Linked DNA regions of Neogale vison: region 2 is linked to region 1. The links are chromatin contacts, called in public Hi-C maps. All regions are on one chromosome and are shown on one strand. Each heading gives the region's core, a stretch centred on a gene start, on an enhancer-like site or on the middle of the called end of the contact. The rest is flanking DNA. Distances are from core to core; before and after follow the strand shown. Region 1 overlaps ARID1B (AT-rich interactive domain-containing protein 1B). Region 2 holds the start of ARID1B (AT-rich interactive domain-containing protein 1B).

Region 1 (2,700 bases), core at 29-2,528:
GGTTTATCACATGTGGTTTGAGAAGGCAGAAGTAGAATCCAAATCCAAGAAAGCATTTCAAGTTAACCCAAGGAAGAATTTCCTAACAAATACTTTATGAAGGCATAAGGTCCATATCATGAGGCTTTCAAAATGATATTCCAGAAGCAGTTCATAAATAAGGTAGGGAGGCATACACATATACTGTGTGAACTTTTAAGAGTCACTATTATTCTAATGACAAAACAATCAAGAATCAACAAATCATAAGTAATATAAGTTACTGGTCTCAGACCAAACAGATTAAATTGAAAGACTATCACTTCGAAAGTTACATTAACTGGGGCACCTGGGTAGCTCAGTCAGTTAAGCATCCAAACCCTGGTTTCAGCTCAGGTCATGATCTCAGGGTCCTGGGATCTAGCCCAATGGTGAGCGTCGCGCTCAGTGGGGAGTCGCTTGTCCCTCTCCCCCTGTTCCTCTCTATACCCCCCCAACTCTCTCTCTCTCAAATAAATAAAATCATTTTTAAAAAGTTACATTAACTAAAACATTTTCAAAATGTCCCACAGTTCCCCACAACTGTAAATAATCTTTCCTTTAACCTCCTATGTGAAGGTATAGTACAGGAGAGGGGCTAAAAAGAAACTTGAAACAAAAGAAACACTTAAAAAGAAAGTTACTGCTGCAGTTCATGGGGTAAGACCGGCCAGTCAACATTATCTCTCTCTCTCTCTCTCTCTCTCTCTCTCACACACACACACACACACACCTCTCACCCTCCCTCCTCCTCTTCATTTTTAATATTTTAAAGCTTAGTTCCGTAAGAACTTTGTCTCCTCTGAAATCATGGAAGATGGAGCAGATAATGGGTTAAGACCAAAAAATAAAGGAGCAACAGAGCAAATCTGACTGCATGTTTGAAAAAGCCTATAAAATGTTACAAGCAAAACAGGAAAGCCTGTGTTAATAATGCATAAACCAAGAGAGAAAAAAAGCTACCCATTTAATGGAATAATGCTTTTATCCTTGCAGTTAAAATGAAATAAACCATGACTATTAATCTAGTAAGACCATGTAAAAATGTAATTTTTAAACATTTACTAAAAGGGAATAGTTCAGTAACCACTCTAAAAATCAAGGCCTTGTGTACAGCAGCGTTTAGACGCTAAATACCGATCTCCTGTCTGTGGACGCCATTACCCACCCTGTCACCATAGCAACGCTAACAGTATGCCTGACTTCAAAGACAAAGATGTAATTTCAGACTTCCAGCAGCCAGAGGGAGTGGTAAGAATATTCTACCCAGGCGGTGTCAGCTGATGATAAATTATAAAAATATCCAGGAAGGTTATGAGGAGGACCGTACCACATATTCTCATATTCCTGGGGGAAGACTTATATTAGGCAAACACACTGGGAGACGGCAAGAGTAAAATAAAAAGTAAACAAGAAAGAATCTCAATGGAATCTGATTTTTTTTTTCTTTTTTAAAATTACATGGTACAGAGTTCCGCCTCCTTTTCTCTTGCTCCCAGGGGAAAATAAAAATAGCTTCTACCATCCCCTTTCTCATTCAAATGAAGAGTGACTGAAGACGGGCATGGCTGTTCCAAGGGACTTGCAAAACCACCTCGAGAACTGCTACTCCTACATTTGTGAAACTCCCGCATTTGTCAAAAATTCTTTTAAGCACACGCAGGCAGGCAGCTAAGGGAGCAAAATCGATTTGTGTGCTGCAGCTCCGGAAGGGCAGCTACCCTGCCTGCCACCGTTCTAATCCCAACAAACTCAAGGTATTTTTTAAGCCCTCGAAGGGAAACAATTTTGCAATTTACAGGGGTTTTTTGTGTCTTAACACACACACACACACACACACACACACAGCGGACACAGACACTGCTCCTTCATGATTTTCTAACTGTTTGATTTTTAAAAGCACAGGCTTTGGAGCTGAGAGAGCCACAAAATCTTGAGCAAGTCGTTTTCCTGGAGGTCATGAAATACAAAAGAATGAACCCTGGAGTTCAAGTCCTCTTAAAGAGTATCTACAAAGAGGAATTTATCCTACTAGGCCTTTTTTACTTAGAGCAAGTTATAAATGACAAGACTGGCCAACAAATGAACAGAGGTAGTTTCCTACAACGTTTTGTTCTGGAAGAGTAAATGTATGTTAAATTGTCTTTTTGTTGAATTCCGTTACACGGTTTGGGCTCAAAACAGTCCAACTCCCTCAAAATAACAGGAACATGATACAGCTGCCCCAATAGACCCCGCTCCCCTTCCCCCTAAAGGCTGATAAATGGCCAAGAGCCAGTGACGGTTGTGGGTTCAAATCAAGCCGGCTGTCAAGATCTTCACGCCTCCTGGCTGGGCCACAGGCTGCTCACCACACCCATTCCTTTTTACAACATGAGGCGCAGCAACGGACACAGAGCACAAGACTCTTCCACGGTCAGTCCTGGGGGCAGAAGCGGAGGAATCACACCAGCTTTAGCATTCTTCCCACTAGAACTCTGGAGCAGACAGATTATGGGTTTATCCTGTTTGTCCTGAAGAACGTATCTCCAATTTTATAATGTACCCAAGTCAACAGATACCCTCCTACCCCCAAACAACCAAAAGAAAACCAAAACTAAAAAAACACCACTAACTTTTGCCACAAGATGCAAACGGTCATGGTACTAAGTCATTAGCAGAATGTTTGCATTGTAAAATTGA
Region 2 (2,700 bases), core at 126-2,625, 180 kb after region 1:
CCGCCGCCGCCGCCGCCGCCTCCTGCTGCTGCTGCCGCCGCCGCCGCGGCCGCCGCCGCCACAGCTCCCGCTCCTGCTCCTCCTCCTCCTCCTCCTCCTCCTCCGCTGCCTCCTCCTCCTCCTCCTCCTCCTCCTCCTCCTCCTCCTCCTCCACCGCCGCCGCCGCCGCCGCCGCCGCCCGCGCTGGGCCTGCTGTAGCCCGGATAATGGTTGTACTGGCTGTTGGGGTACCCTTCGTGGGAGTTCTGCAGGGGGTCCATGCTGTTGGGGGCTCCGGCGGCGGCTGCGGCGGAGTGCATCATCCCCATCCCGGGGCTTTGTTGTCCGCCATGTTGATCAAAGCAAGGCCCAGTGCGGCCGCCGGGGCCGCCGCTAGCAGGGGCAGCGCTGCCATAGTAATTATTAAACTCCGAGACGGCTGCCGGGCCGCTGCCGCCGCCGCCACCGCCGCCGCCGCCCCCGGGCACGGCGACCGGCGGCTGCTGCGCGCCCAGGGCGCCCAGGCCCGGGTGCTCGAACCGGCCGCCCGCCGGCTCCCCCATCTTGGGCGGCGCGTCGTCCTCGTCGCCCGGCTTGCTCAGCAGAGGCTGGCCCGGGGGGTCGGCCTGGCTGCCCGCGGCACTGTCCTTGGCGCCTCCATGTTGCGGCTGCTCCATGTCGGGACCCGGCTGAGCCGCGCCGCCGCCCGCGCCGCCGAGGCTGTTGTTGTTGGAAATGGGATGTTGCTGCTGCTGCTGTTGCTGCTGCTGCTGCTGCTGCTGTTGCTGCTGCTGCTGCTGCTGCTGCTGCTGCTGCTGCTGCTGGAACTGGTTTAGCTGCTGCTGTAGTGCGTGGTGGTGGTGGTGGAGGTGGTGGGCATGGTGGTGGTGGTGGTGGGCATGGTGGTGGTGGTGGTGCTGCTGGTGGGGCGGTGCGGCGGGGGCTTCGCCAACGGTTTTCAGTTTGTGGTTGGGGAGCAGCCCCGTCTCCATAACCGAGCCCGGGCCCGACGAGGAGGAAGAGGAGGACGCCGCCGCCGCCGCCGCGGAGGAGGAGGAGGACAGCGCGGCGGCGCTTCCACCCTCCTTGAGAGCCGCCTCGGAGCCGCCGCTCTTGGCGCTGTTCGTGCTGGCGGCGGCGGCCGCCGTGCTCGCGTTATGGGCCATGTTCAGTTCGTGACGGGGGTGCAGGGGGTGGTGGTGCACATTATTCAGGCCGCCGCCGTCGCCGCCGCCCCCCAGCATGGGTCCCGGTGCCGCCGCCGCCGCGCCGCGCGCCCCCGCCTCCAGGTCCCGGGCCCCGGGCGCCGGCCGCGGCCCGGGGGGCGCCCGCCGCTCGCCGCTGCCCGCCCGCGCCCGCGCCGCCGCCGCCGCCGCCGCTGCTGCCCGCGCGGCCATGATCGCCGCGGCGTGGCCAGGCCGGGCGGGGGGCGGGGGGAGACAATAAAACCCACTTTTTAGTCAGCGGCCCCTCCTGTGCGCATCCACACGCCCCGACGGGAATCGAGCGAGCCCCCTCCCCCTCCGCAGGCCCCGCCGGAGCCGAACCGGGAGGCACGCCTTACGGTCTGGGCCTGTTCCCGCTGTGTGATTTCATGGTGAAAGTTTTTAGTTCAGGTTTAAATGAAACTTTTCTCTTTTCCTCTCTACCCCGGATATGGGTAAATACACGACTGACTGCGCCTATCGGGCCCAGCATGGCATGAGAGGGAGCCGAGCGAGCCCGAGCAACTATTATCCACTTCTCTCTGATTACTCGCGTGCACTCGCAAAACGCGGACTGGACTCGGCGCGGGCCGCCGCCGCCGCCGCCGCCGCCGCCCGCCGGGCCCTGCGCCCGCCGCCCGCCGCCCGCCGCCCGCCCGCCGCCGGGGCGCAGCCTCGCGGGCACCCGGCTGCCCCGGGCCGGGGGCTTGGGCCGGCTCCGCAGGCGCCCGGAGCGCGGCGGCGTGGGGCGACGGGAGGCTGCACTTTCCCCTCGTGCCCCGTCTCCTTGCCAACCGGCCGTTCGCGTGTTTGTTTTCACGTCTAAAAGGAGCGATACAAAGGTGGAAAACGAGTCTGACGAGCAGACAAAAGAGGGAGAAGGGCTGGGGAGCAAAGTTGTCTGTTGGCCTCCAAGGTTTGGGGGAGCCGACGGAGAAAGAAAATATTTGGGCAATCTGTGCAAAAGCACTGCCTGTCCCAGGAGTTATGTAATTTTTCAGACTGTTGGCCTCTCTGCCTTGATTCGGGCCATCGGCGTGATTGCCACAACTTCTTCAAACTGCGAAATTTGAAAGCCTTTAAGGGAAGGTTAGCCGCATTCAGGGAGTGCTGTGCCCTGTACACAGCAAGTGCTCAGTAAGTGCTGAGGCTGGCGGCACCTGCCCCAGAGATGATGTTTATATAACGATTTTTTAAGGCATCTCATATATGCGTGTAGGCTTATCAGTGAAAACGCAAAAGCATTCCCAAAGGAGCATTTTTCTTAAAATGCCCGTTTCTGTCCTCTCTGTAAAGGGAAAGTCTTCAAATAAGTAGACTGGTGTGTTATGCTCCCACTTGCACGTGGAAATTTCACTACAGGTGCCATAATAGTGACAGCTGAAGTTTATCTCATGTCTTCATAAATCTATATGACGCCTTTCATCATATTTCAGAGGTAAATGTGCACAATTAACCCTCTTGATATGGGTTCGTTTCTAAGCAGTGTGAAACAAAACTAAAAAGAAATACGTAT

The links. A called contact is a pair of places that touch in the nucleus more often than the background predicts.
Region 2: a contact with region 1 is called in a Hi-C map of fibroblasts, with 6 times the contacts expected there. The contact joins the promoter of ARID1B here to the enhancer-like site in region 1. A contact is called at or near these places in 2 of 3 Hi-C or Micro-C datasets (fibroblasts and muscle).

Annotation. Positions count from the first base shown.
Region 1 is chr1:10,411,548-10,414,247 of ASM_NN_V1, forward strand. The region is part of intron 4 of ARID1B (AT-rich interactive domain-containing protein 1B); the gene reads right to left. Among named protein-coding and RNA genes, the nearest start is that of ARID1B, 180 kb to the right of the region's middle. Within about 2 kb of position 1,279, the one cell type or tissue checked has open chromatin away from gene starts, as enhancers often do. A contact at or near this core is called in fibroblasts, where this site is marked.
Region 2 is chr1:10,586,945-10,589,644 of ASM_NN_V1, forward strand. It overlaps ARID1B (AT-rich interactive domain-containing protein 1B), which reads right to left and starts at 1,376. Exons shown (of 19, transcript XM_044243328.1): 1 at 1-1,376. The coding sequence starts at 1,376.